3 separate regions of the Mus musculus genome follow, and all the other regions are linked to region 1. A link is a contact called in public Hi-C data. All regions are on one chromosome and are shown on one strand. Each heading gives the region's core, a stretch centred on a gene start, on an enhancer-like site or on the middle of the called end of the contact. The rest is flanking DNA. Distances are from core to core; before and after follow the strand shown.

Region 1 (4,516 bases), core at 933-3,432:
GTGAGCTTTGAAACCTGGGGCTGAGAACATAGCAGAATAGGCCAGGACATGCCCGGGTAGGCCCGTCGTCATATGTCCTGACTGTCCTAGTGCCTCCCTATCTCCCACCCTTCTGACAGTCTGTTGGTGTTTAAATGGACCAATCATGTGAAACCGAGCCAATTCCTCCCCCAGCCCCATCCCTTTTCTATAAAAACCCCTAGCTTCCAAGTGTCGGGGTCGAAACCACTGTCTCCTGAGTGAGATACGTTTTGAACCGGAGCTCTGCCATTATGACTCCACCATGTGGTCGACACCTCTGTCTCCTGCGGGAGATATGTGTTGGCCCGGAGCTCCGTCATTAAACTACCTCATGCTTTTACATCAAGATGGTCGTCTTTTCTTGATTCTTGGGTGCGCGCTGAACAAAAATTGAGTGGGGGTTTCCCCACTAGGTTCTTTCAGGGGCAGACACATTGGTTCAGTCCCACACTGAATTTAGCCTCAAGTTGTAGTATTCATAGGAGGCTTGAGTCAGATAATTAAGTGAAGCACTTGCGATATATAAGAGTCCAAGAACTCAAACTCTCAGCTCTATTTAGAGCTTTATATTACATGTCCACCCTGGTTCTATAAATGCTCATATAAATGTGCATGCTATGAACTGTGAGGTTAAAAGTACCTGAGAGACTCTACATTCAGGATCAGGAAAACCTTTCAAGCATTGATGTTTGAGCTGAGATCTGAAGGAGTACTGCCTAAGAGGAAAATTCCAGGTTCCAAAGTGAATCTTTGTGTAAAAGCCCAGAGGCAGCTGGACCTAGGCTTTTGATGAAGAAAAGCTCCACGGGAGAATAATGGCATGCTTTCCCAGGTTGGCATAGGCCTCATATCTCATCAAAGAAATAGCTTTAGAGTTTTATTTGTTTGTTTGTTTGTTTATTTATTTGAGATAGGGTTTGTCTTGACTGTCTCAGAACTCTGTTGACTAGGCTGGCTTTGAACTCAGAGATCCACCTGCTCTTCCCCCCCCCTCCCCCCATTTCCATGCCTCTAGTGCTGGGATTAAAGGACCTTCCAGGCCTTTCCACCTTTAGAGTTTAATCAGGGTAGTGCCAAGACTAATTTTGTGTTTGGTAATGTCTTGTATATCTTTAGTGAGGCCTAAGGATGGGAGGCAATCTAGGCAGATGTGTGGATTCCAGTAAGAAGGAACAACTTTAAGGTAAACAGAGGCAGCTGGGGCGGTTAAGCAGAGACAGAGAAATAAAAGGGGATATGCAAGAATGTGTTCATAGGTTGGAAGCTGTGGAGAGGGCGGGCTGTGCTTGCCCAGTGTTAATATTCAGATCCGCAGGAGGGTCTATGGATTTGGCTGGTAGAATACTTCTAGCATAAAGGAGGCTCTAAACTCAGTTCAGCACCATGTAAGCTGGGCGTGGTGGTGCATATCTGTAATCCCCTATCGCGCAGAGGTGGAGGATCGCAAACTGAGAAGTTCAAGGTCACCCTTAGCTTCACAGTTTAAGCTAGGTTGGCAAACAGACGCCGTTTCAAAAAAAAAAAAAAAAAAAAAATCCCCGGGGAGGGTAGACCCTCTAGCAAACAAAAACGTTTTATGCAGTTTATCATATTTTAAAAGCACACCAGAACTTCTAAGAGATGCCCTTGGTCGGATATTTACAGCTAGTTAAAAAGTGAAATTGAAACTTAGTATTTAGCGGATTCTTATATCCTACAGCAAGGAGAAAAAGAGAACTTTCTTATATAAAGGGTAGTACTTTTATTGTCATGGGAAAAGCTTGTCCAAGTTCAACAGTAGCTTGAATGCCACTCTTTGTAGATGGCTTCAGCGGCAAGCTCCTGAGGCTATGGGAGGGTTAGAATCCAACTTCTAGGTAAGCACAGTTTCAGTAAACTGAGAGGGGGTGGGAATGAAACCCATGGGGAGCCCCGCCTCTTTGAAGGCGTGGCCTGAGGCCCCGCCGCTCAGTTTCCCGCTCAGGAAGTTTGAGCGCGCTATACCCCGCCTCCTAGGGCCACAGGCCTAGGTGACTTCTCCCCACGCCTCCTCAACCCCGCGCCTTGGCACTTTGGTTTCCGCGGTCCGCCCTACACCTCCTGAGGGCGTGGCCTCTCAAGCCTCGCCTCTCCATTTCCGGAACTTGGACCGCATTACTAAAGCCCCGCCCTCAGGCCTTGAGGGCGTGGCCTAAAGCCGGGTCCTTCCATCTCTGAGTTTTACCGCGTTTCAGCCTCCGAGCCGGAGGCGTCCGACCAATTCAGAGACTCCGCACGCAGCAGGATCCGGCGGTGACCAGCGGGGTGCGGCGCTAGAGCAAACCTGACCTCCCCTCCTCTGTGGGAATGCCACGCCGGCCGCCGAGGGTCTGCTCTGGGAACCAGCCTGCTCCCGTGCCCGCCATGGAGCCGGCTACCGACGGGCTTTGGGCCCACAGCCGCGCGGCGCTTGCCCGCCTGGAGAAGCTGCTGCGCTGCTCCCGCTGGTAAGGACCGGCCTGGCGACCTAGTGTCGTCTGTCCCTCCGTGTCCCACTCCTGAGTTTTCTGAGTGGCTTCCCAGCCACCTGCAACGAAGATGACTCAAACGGCACTTTTCGAATTTTCGCGGGAGAACTGCCTTCGGGGCGTGGCTCAAAGCGCAGCTCGTTGGTCACTCCCCGAAGGTGACGCTCGGAGCTGAGCCGAGCTAGTGCTGCTGGGGTCCTGGAGTTCGGTCCTCTGGGAGCGTGGTCCCGTGGTTGCGTGCGGGGCACAACAGCCCCTGTGAGGCTGACCTTTTGGTCCTTTCTCTAGTAGCAGGCTCGGCGTGGGGAATGGGAGGCTAGGGACCTGGTGACCGGTAGTTTGGCGATGGCAGTTTGTTGAGCATCGCAATTTTAACTTAGTTAGATTATGGCCCTGTACCACTGATCCTCCAACATGCCCTCTCTTGGATTTTATTCAGTCTGAAATGCACTCCTAAGTGGTACTTTCTTACCTGAGGCTGTTTATCGAATACTACCAAGAAATATACTTCTTTCCCCTTTTTTCTCTTTGGCAGTAGCGAATGTTAAGCCTTCAGTCTTTACTACAAATACAGTGTTAACTGCAACTTTTTTTTTTTTTTTTAAAGTTAACTGGCAACAAACTTTGCACTTACGTTAAATTATTCTTTTTTTTTTTTTTTTTTTTTTTTTTTTACAAACTCTTAGTATTTGAAAGAATGGCATTGTATTTCTTAGGAGAGTGGCGATTCTGTTAACATGAACACGTTCTGAGTTCTGCTTGTGTTTTCCTAAAGCATACGGATCATCCTGGGTGTAGACATACATCGGAAACTCAACTTCTAGTTGCAGTAGCAGGCCAGTGATGACGCACATGTTGGATCTCAATCTGTGGGTCGCGACCACTGGGACACACATTTAGGTCTTAGGAACGGAGACCCAGCTTAGTAGCAAAATTACAGTTATGAAGTAGCAAAGAAAAGAATGGTATGGTTTAGGGTCACCACAACGTTTGGAACTATATTGAAGGGGTTGTAGCATCAGGGAAGGTTGAGACCCAACCACTGCTTTAAATAGTTGAACCACAGTTAAACTCAGATGGAAACACATATTCTTCCACTTAGAATGTGTCAGACCACATGAGTTCAGGTTCCAGCCACATCTTTGGTCTTCTCTGTACCTCAGTAATAATGGTTTGCTCATTCACATATTAATTTGCTAATATTGAGATTTGATAATAAACATGTAATGAATACATACCAAACAGTGTTCCGAGTATGGAGAGCCCATTCGTGAGCAAAGCTTCCTTCCCAATGTTTCTGTAACCCTGCCTCAGGGATCCCAAGAAAAAATTAAATACATGTAAGTTGTTTCCTGTGGTGACTATCCAAAATGGACACAAAAAGATGTGATGAGAAAATGATTTAGTCTGCTTGCTGAGCCATTTGGAAGAGACTAACTAGATAAAGTAATATGAATAATCTGTAGGTTGTCCTAAAATTAAACAACCAGTTTCCCTTTTTACCAACTGCCAGCTCTTTTAAACTAAGCGAGCTAGCTTACCGTAAGAGTCAAGGGCCTGAAGATAATAGTAATTAGGCTCAGGCTGTACTATGCCACATCCAGTTGTCCAGAGAATATGAGGTTCCTGTGGTCTTGTTTTTCTTTTTTTCAGTTTATTAAACTCTGCTAAATGAGTTTATTTTAACTACTAGAGGATATAAGCTCATATAGGACTTTGAATTAATTTTTCCCTGTGAAGTGTCAATAAATATTACTTAGGTTTTTCAGTCACAAATCATCTCTACTTTCTTTAAAAGGGTTAAAAGGCTGGGAGTGGGTGGTTCATGCCCTTACACTCAGCTTTCTGGAGGCTGTTACAATCAGTTGCCTTTGAGTTTTTAGCCGGCCTGGTCTACATTGAGTTCCTGGCTTGCAGGACTACATCGTGAGACCCAGTCTCGAAAACCAAACCAAACCAAAGCAAACAGAAAGTATAAAAATGTTCTTTGTTCAAAGGGCTGTGGGAAA
Region 2 (4,516 bases), core at 1,104-3,603, 200 kb after region 1:
TATGGGGAGGCCAGAGGTTAACATCATCTGCCTTTGGTTGCTCTCCACCCTGGTTTTTGGGTCAGGAGCTCTTATTGAACTCATCAGTTGGCCATGCTGGCTAACAAGCTCCAAGTATTCCCTCTCCCCACACTTTGAGTCCAGCTGAGGGTCACTGTGTCTGTCTTTTATGTGAGTAATGGTGATCTCAACTCAAGCCGTTCTGCTTATGCTGCAGGCTTTTTACCACTAAGGAATGTCCCATCCCCTTGACTTTTCTGTTAATAATCTTATGATTGGCATACCATAGCAATTGTGCCTTAATTTTTGTAGAACTAATATATAAGGTCTTTTCATCATTTTCATCATGACTAGGAATATCAACAATATGTGGAGTCGCATGAATAATGAAACACAACAGTATCTTTCTATGTATAGATAGTGGCAAGGTCAGTATGAATTCAAGTCAATAAACTCTTTCAGTTGCTCTGTTATGCCGAAACCAGTTGTTTACCTTGCACTTCTTAAAAATAATTTTAAAACAATGTTTTAAGACTATAAGATAATTACATCATTTTTCTTCCTTCTCTTCTCTTCTCTTCTCTTCTCTTCTCTTCTCTTCTCTTCTCTTCTCTTCTCTTCTCTTCTCTTCTCTTCTCTCTCTCTCTCTCTCTCTCTCTCTCCCCAGCCACTCTTATGTAACCCTCTCTTGCTCGTTATCAAATTCACAGCCCCTTCCCTTTACCTTTTTCAGGAGTGTGTGTGTGTGTGTGTGTGTGTGTGTCTATTTTTTGCTAAATATATAAATAGTAAATACAACCAAATACAACTGCTCAGCCTGTATAATGCTGATACATGCACGCGTGTGTGCACACACACACACACACACACACACACACAAACATACACACACATCTTTAGAACTGACCATTTGGTATTGGATACTCAATTAATGTGCTCTTGCCTGGAGGTGACTGTTCCCTCCACTCCTGGCATTCCTTAGTTGCTTGTACTTCATCATCTGTGGTGAGGCTTCATGGGTTTTACCCCTTTCCCATTAGCGTGTCTATTGATGATGTCTCTGTACAGGTCATGGCATCCATATTGATGGGTGTAGTTTCTCAGACATTTCTAGGAGGTACAGTCTCATAGCAAACTTCTTGCTCTGACTCATAGAATCTTTCTGCCCTGTTTTCCAGAATGATCCCTGAGCCATAAATATAAGAGTTGTATTGTATATCAGCACATTTATCCATTGGGTTTTACAACCATGGCCTTTGGTTGGCTGTGGCTTTCTGTAATGCTCTCTGTCTGTTCTTGCACTCTCTTTGTATTTCTATTTGATTTTGTAATGCTAAGCATTTGGAAAAATACTGGTTCACTGAATTATACAGATCTTTCAAGTGAAGAAATTTTCATTACAAAGTGCCAAAAATCACATTTATTAATATAACCATGATCTTCTTAGAACACTTTTAAAATATTGCAGTGCTTTCAAGCTCACAGTGATGAATACCAATTTTACAAAATTCTAATTTTCTAATTTTCACTTGAAAGCTTGGATTTCATCACTGGCAACAGATATTGTTAGTTGTCAGTTGTTTTCCTTGACTTGTCAGACTTACTACATTTATTGTTCAGAAAAATATACACCAAAACCCCAAACTTTGAAAACCAGAGTTTGTCTGGTATTCATTCTTTCACTTATAAATGATTTGTCATGGGGAGCATAGTAGTTCATGTCATGATCTAAACACCTGAACAATGGCTTTTCTTTCACACAACTCAAAGGCTCCAATATGCGCAGAAAGTGTTTTGTCCTGTCTACCATTTTGTCACACTACTAAAGGACATATACTCAAAGTTTGAGGTTGAATGGAATTAATGATACCATATCACAAAAACCATTTGTAAGCAAAACTTGTTGAGACCAGCTAGGTGGAGTGTGTGTAGATTTTTTTCCCTGAGGGTATATACAACTACAGCAAAATTCTACACAGAATTCTACACAGAATGATGCCATGCAAACCTTTGCACTAAGATACTAGCCCCCAAATAGGTAATTTAGCAGCAAGAAGTAGCATCCCCAGGATGGTTCCATCACTCCTCAGAGTGATGAGATGCCCTTTCTTAGCACATAAAGCAGGTCACAATTGTAAATGTCCAGAGCTTGCTATTTCCACTCTTGAGAGGGGCTGGGCATCCCATACAATTGCAGAAGTCAAGAAGGATAAGCTCTATCTCCCAGCGTCTGTGGAGGCATGGCAACCTTGTTTTGATTCCTTATCAGCCAGCTTCCACCTTTCATCCCGCCACCAACGCTCCTTTGTGAAGTGTCTTTTCTCAGACTTGTCTGAGTGCCCATGCTTATCTCTCTTTCTCCTTTGACACTGCACTTCACCTCTGTCCCATATGGAATGACAGAGCTGGGTTCTGTCCCTGTAGTTACTAGATAAAACCTGTTATCACCAGTTTAAAGGGTGTGCCTCTGTGTTTACATCTGACATGGTGTGAGGAAGTCACTGATCCCTGCTGCAATTTCCATTCATCACTGTTTTTATGATCCTACTTTCTGTGAATGTCAATGCCATGAAAATGGCAGGTAATAGCCTAGTGTTATAATTTTGACCTAGTGTATGGTCTTTAAGCTTATTCAAAGTTTCATTATTATTATTTTGTATGTTTCATAAGATATTGGGTGAATTTGATGGATTTTATTACAAAATTTTAATCTACTTACATTTGTTTTTATTATTGATTTATGTAAATTCAATCAAAATCATTGAACAGATTATTTTCTTAAATTCTCTCCATTCCTCGTTATGATTTTTGTCAGACAGACTTTTCTAGCTTTTTTCCCTTGCTTACTAGAATAGAAGTTAGACTTTAATGTCTGTTTGTATTCAATAGTTTCTCTGAAGAAGTTTAATATGCTCTTTTAATCATCCTTATTAATATATCATACCTTGTGCTTTATGTTTTCTTGCTTTATTTCTTTGTGCTTTGCTATGGGAGAATATATATCTTTTCTAAAATTAATTTTGACTCTGGCTATATGGAGTAGATCATTTATGTATTTTTATTATATTTTAGTACCTAACTTTAATTTCTACACTCCCAAATGTCTTCTTTTCCTATTTCTATTCATATGTGGCTGCTTTGTTTTTATATTTTTTAATGTTACAGATATTATTTGTTGCTCTGACGATATGGAACATTTCTATTTTAAATTCATTTTTCCCCACATTTCAATGATTGCCCTTTCTTTTCTTAGCTTGGCCATTTTTAATATGCTAGAAATTTCAGTTTGCAAGCTCACCTTGAGCAACAGTTCCCTAGTGTGACTTTGTGTCCATTCTTTCCTGCCTGTGATTTTGTGAGCATGATTTATCCTATCTAGATAGAGTCGGCTTTTACATTGTGGCTATGCGCACTTGTCCTGTGGTGACACTGGAGAAAGGACAGCCCTAGAAAAAAACCTTTCACCAGCTAATCTCTGGGGAAATTTTACCGTGGGTGCACACATGAATGAATATATTCTGAGCATTTCTGGGTTTAGATTGATTGAGAGTTTGATGAATCCACTTATATCTGTTTAGTTTTTTGGTTTTTAAAAATACTTTATTTCTAGACATTGGATGCTTTCTATATGGTTTAGGTTCGCCTTTAACCATTTAAAAATATCAAACCCAGCAGCACTCACTGTATGTGAATGTCAGAGATGGCTACGTGCTAATTCAAGGTGTCATCTTGACTGGGAGCCTTTAGAGTATTTAAGAATTTCTACTAGAAAAGAGGCCACCACTCATAATAACACGGAAGGCAGAAGTGGGGAATTACTTAATTAGAATCTTTATAGCAGATACTATTATGCCTACTGAATTCTGCGTAGCAATCTCTGCATTGTCTTATATGTAACTAGCTCTCACTATCCATTAAACTCTTGCATTTACAGGTTCCACATCTGTTCTTTAGAATGTTCCGTAGTGGTCTCTAGTTGTCTCTGATTTGTTGCTGTCTCATGCTTGCTTCTCATAAACACATCTCAATGTCATTGTGGTTACTATATATCATTAAGGTGGCCTTTATTGTAGATCATCCAGTACACACAGTTGATTTTTGTATATATGTAAAGTACATGTGATGAAATAAGACCTATGGCTTAATATAAAATTGAAAGCAGCAAACATATGGATTGGATATAGAAAGGGAATGGATAATTTTAGTAGGTTATGATTTTAAAGACCAATAATCATTGTAAAATATTCTGAAACAGTGAATTCAAGGCTATGTAGAGGACTCTGGAACTGTTTCTTTTTAGTATTCGATGTTCGTACTATGGTTCAGCACAGTGGAACACACCTGTGATCTCAGCCTTTGGGAGACAGAGACTACTGCATTGTAAGTTCACACTCAGCCTGTTTTACAAAGCAAGTTCCAGGTCCATCCAGGACTACATAGTAAGACTCTTGTCTTAAAAAAAAAAAAAAAGACCTGTAAATATTTACTACCTTGAAATATTTTGACTTGGTCCGGG
Region 3 (4,516 bases), core at 1,340-3,839, 130 kb before region 1:
AGAAGCTCTGGGCCAGGTGTTATGATCTTGAACATTGCAGGGCTTCAGAAGGACTACACCAAGCCAAACAGTTCCATGTGAGGTTTACTGGGAGGGGGGGGGCATGGCAGTGAAAAGAGGAAGGAAAACAAAAAGAGAGAGATCAGGAGGGCCTTTCTTTATATATGGGGTGATGACATAACACAGGTAAAGGTGGGAAGTGAGCCAAGAAGATTCTGGGAATATGGTGGCTGTTGCCTTGGCAACAGGTGTTCAGGTCCCGCCTATGTGATGTTACAGGTTTCAGAGGTCCTGATACCAACACCGGGATTTTTAATATTTTTACTACAGGCAACTATGCTATCAAAAGTTCACTCTAGCAGAGAGATAGATCATGAAAGTTGGACCACTAGCGTTCTTTGTGTTGTAGGCACCTACATTATCAAAGATATCCTACCCATAGCAAATGTTAGCTGCTTAAACAAGATCAAGAAGGGGTTTTGTGGGTCTTGTAAGTTTCTTTAGCCTGCTGACCTCAATCCTTCCTCCAGAAGAGAACGTTTAAATCAGAAGAAACAGCTACACACCCATGATAGTTAGTCTTGTTGGCCACTTGACTGAGTCTACAATCAACTAAGACCCATGCCTCTGGATGCTTTCCAGGAATGGTATTACCTGGAAGAAGTAACTAGAGGGAGAAGTCTCTCCTCACAGAGTAGAGATTTCCTTTCCGTGGCATCTCAGATATAAAGATGTAGGAAAGAAAAACAATTGGTTTTGCATGCTGTCCTTAGAGATTTACTATTGCTGCCGTTGCTATCCTTCATTTACATTGGAATCCAGTTTCTTTGACCTTCCAACATAGACCAAAGAATCCTCCAAGCCAATATGGTACCATATTGGAACTACCATTATCCAGCATCATGGAATAGACAACTACTGGGTTCTCGGCCTCTCCAGCATTGATAGATAGCTATTGTTGAGCCACCCAACCCACATTGCTTAAGTCAGTCTAATAAATCCTATTTGATGATGTACTCATTCTATTTCTGTTATTCCTCTAGACTCTAGAGTCTACAGCATCCTAGTTTGACAACAGCATCAAAGGAAATGGGCTCTGGTAGGTCTACTCAGATAGACCTTTCCTACACAAACCTGTCATCAGACCCCAGCTCCCAATATATCCTCAGACTCTTTGTTTAACAGCATCAAGGGGTTAACACCATCCTCCCAAGAATGAACTCACATCAAATGTCAGGATGCTGATGGATGAAATGTGAATGGTGGATTATTGATTTACTACAAAAACCTGAACTGAACACGCCTATCCCCCAGCCAACAAATCTCCACTTTAAAGCATGCTGCATAGGAACTTGAGCTTTAATCAGAAGGTTGCTTGCTGAGCAGAGAGCTGAAGCAAGTTAATTATGTGATTATAGTATTTAATGTCATCAGGCTTCCCAAGCCTGAAGCCACCATCTCCATGGCAGGTTACAGCTTCAAAAGATGTAGCCTCGATCATCCTCTGGAAATCTCTGCTCTCCTCACTGCTGCGTGGACCCCGAGCTCTGCCATCCTTTGTACCCAGAAACTCTTTTTCATTGCCTTATTGGAACAAACAAACAAACAAACAAACAAAAAATAACAGACCTTTCTTTGATGGGCTCTTACTTAAGGATGACAATATAACACTTTGAATTAAGACACAGTTTTTCAGGTATAGTGATTCCCTGTCTCCATTACTTATTGATTGTAAAGCTTAACTCAATGCAGTCTTCAACTGCAGAGAATCAAATGATTCCTCAACATGGGAATCATTTAGGGCACTTTCTTTAAAAAATTAAAATAAAATAAAATAAAATACAGCTTCCAACTTGGTGATTAGGGAACAAGTTGTATTCTTGACAAGTGCCTGTTTCTGTCTTTAAGGTGTCTTAGTTAGGGTTTTACTACTGTGAACAGATGCCATGACCAATGCAAGTCTTATATAGGACAACATTTAATTGGGGCTGGCTTACAGGTTCACAGGTTCAGTCCATTATCATCAACCTGGGAGCTTGGCAGCATCCAGGCAGGCATGGTGCAGGCAGAGCTGAGAGTTCTACATCTTCATCTGAAGACTGCAGGTGGAAAACTAACTCCAGGCAGCTAGGACTAGGGTATTAAAGCCCACACCCACAGTGACACACCTACTCCAACAAGGCCACACCTCCTAATAGTGCCACTCCCTGAGCCAAGCTTATACAAACCACCACAAAGGAGATTGAAGAAGTCTTGTTTACAGTACAATCAGATGTGCCTTGTGTTTGGCTTTTGACTGCCCACCCCACCATGGCTAAGACATGCACACTCACTCCAAGTACACTTTTGTAAGCACTCATAACATTGATTGTTTCTCATCTGAGGGATATTAGAAAGCAGGGGTTTGGAGAACAGCTTCTCATATGAGTGTACACATAAGTCACCTAGAAATCTTATTAAAATGAAGATATTGATCATAAGTCTGGGATAGAGTCCAGGATTCTGTATTTCCAACAAATGTCCAGGCATGCCAATGCTGCTGCCTCCTCAGACAGGCTGTGGACAGCACAGCTAGGGAGTGGACTTTGAACCAGTCCCTGGCTTCAGCTTCTACTTTCAAAGTTCACCACCAGTTTCCCATCAGCATGACTTTGGACACCTGTAACTTTGTCACTTTGGACACAGTGACTTTGTCACTGTAACCAGTTTATTTTTAGAATGAGCATAAGTACTAATATCTTCCTCGTGGGGTTTATTTTAAAAAGAGAACTAAATGAACGCTAAAGTCCTTCAGTGAGGTCCTCTGGGAAGTTCTGCATAGTGAGAGCTGTCTTTGACTTTGTCGTGACGTGGCTTGGTTTCAGCTTCCTAATAATAAACGCAGAAGTAATGGTGACAAGATAATGTGACCAGTAAAAAGGTGTTTGTCACATAAGCTTGACGGCCTGAGTTCTGTCACCCAGAACCTACAGGGAAAGGCAAAACCTAACTCTTGCCAGTGGTCCTCTGACCTCCAGAAACCATGCCCTGGTGCTTGCACACTCATGTGTGCAAGCACAGATACAAATTATATAATAATAAGATTAAATTTTTACAAAAGAAAACTCCTGAAACCACAGTTTTCTATGGAAGACTGTGCCTATATTTGCTTAACATAAAGTAGATGGTGAGCTTGCATTGTACTGATTCTAGAAATCCTCTCAAAATTTCAGCATTTAGAGAATAGTCAGAGCCTAAGGTTTCCAGTTGAAAGAATTTCATCTTATACTGAGCCCCAATTATTGTTTGTTTGTCTATTTTTTGTTTGGTTGCTTTTGTTTTGTTTTTGCTTTGCTTTTTTTGTCTCTTTGGGTTATTCTTACAAGTAACAATCAAGTTTATCATCTTCAAAAGATATTTTCTATAACTTAAGATTGTTACCAGAAGTCAGAGTCAGGGTCAATGTTTCGATGCTCTTGGTCTCTTATTCACAGTAGCAAGAAAACTTTATTTAATGCCAAATAATAGAACAAGTCTACAAGAGAATACATTGTCAGGAGTGATAACTGGCCACAAGAGTATTTAAGGACCTTGATTAGTATGAGATTTCCTTTTATGGGTTTCAAAAGAATGCAGGATTTGTTTGCTATGGGGCATATTTTAAATGTGTTTTGATGACAGTCTTGAGTCACATAAGTCTTTGCTTAAGGATTCCTGTCCTTTCCCATGATGTATTTGACAATAGCCATATGACTACCCTATTACAGATATACAGAAAGTGGAAAATAGGTCATTCACTGTAAAAGTTCATTTAGGGGTCCTGAAGAGATGGCTTAGCAATTAGAAATGCTTGCTCTCTTGCAGTAGCCCTGAGTTTGGTTAGTTTGGTTTCCAGAACCCACAGTGGGTGACCTAAAACAGCCTGAAATTCTAACTCTGGGAGATCTGACACCCTCTTCTGGCTTCTGTAGGCACCTGTAATCACATCACACACACACACACACACACACACACACATGCACACACACACCCCTCATGCACTCATGCACACTCAAACACACTCACACACACTTTTTTAAAAAATCACTTAGAGAACATAGCTTGCTTTATTGTACACACACCCCTATCCAGTGTAGACTAGATAAATCTACCTTCGTTCCCAGATATTACTGAAGTATGATAAAATAGAAACTGACTGTGTTTGTTGCTCATTAATGGGAAAAATATTCTACTGTTTAATGTGGAATATGCATGTAGCTCAATGCAGGTAGGGGTCCTGGATGACTAATAGGTTGGTGGGTGCATGGGTCTCAGGTGTGGGTAAATAGTACATGCAGGAAAGAATTGTAAGCATATTAGAACATGGGTGTGTATAATCTAAACCAAGTGGAGACCCAGATTGCCCAGCTATTCCCTATGCTTCCTGCCTCAAAAGTATAAACTTTTTTTAAAACAGTTTTTGTTTATTTGTTTGTTTGTTTTTGTTTTTTTGAGACAGGGTTTCTCTGTATAGCCCTGGCTGTCCTGGAACTCACTT

What was found. A called contact is a pair of places that touch in the nucleus more often than the background predicts.
Region 2: a Hi-C map of the G1E-ER4 cell line shows a contact between it and region 1, with 3 times the contacts expected there. The contact joins the enhancer-like site here to the promoter of Bard1 in region 1. A contact is called at or near these places in 1 of 39 promoter capture datasets (fetal liver), 9 of 484 Hi-C or Micro-C datasets (the C2C12 cell line, the G1E-ER4 cell line, adipose-derived mesenchymal stem cells and 2 more) and 1 of 9 other capture datasets (liver).
Region 3: a Hi-C map of liver shows a contact between it and region 1, with 2.3 times the contacts expected there. The contact joins the enhancer-like site here to the promoter of Bard1 in region 1. A contact is called at or near these places in 4 of 484 Hi-C or Micro-C datasets (the AML12 cell line, embryonic stem cells and liver), 2 of 115 datasets of contacts at active chromatin or transcription factors (both in embryonic stem cells) and 1 of 9 other capture datasets (adipose tissue).

What each region holds. Positions count from the first base shown.
Region 1 is chr1:71,100,638-71,105,153 of GRCm38.p6, reverse strand. Bard1 (BRCA1 associated RING domain 1) reads left to right here and starts at 2,182. Exons shown (of 11, transcript NM_007525.3): 1 at 2,182-2,486. The coding sequence starts at 2,347.
Region 2 is chr1:70,900,323-70,904,838 of GRCm38.p6, reverse strand. The region is part of intron 1 of Gm29906 (a long non-coding RNA gene); the gene reads left to right. Among named protein-coding and RNA genes, the nearest start is that of Gm29906, 16 kb to the left of the region's middle. Within about 2 kb of position 2,353, at least 13 of the 459 cell types and tissues checked have an H3K27ac peak or open chromatin away from gene starts, as enhancers often do. A contact at or near this core is called in the G1E-ER4 cell line, where this site is marked.
Region 3 is chr1:71,229,489-71,234,004 of GRCm38.p6, reverse strand. No RefSeq gene overlaps it. Among named protein-coding and RNA genes, the nearest start is that of Gm39659, 96 kb to the left of the region's middle. Within about 2 kb of position 2,589, at least 5 of the 459 cell types and tissues checked have an H3K27ac peak or open chromatin away from gene starts, as enhancers often do. A contact at or near this core is called in liver, where this site is marked.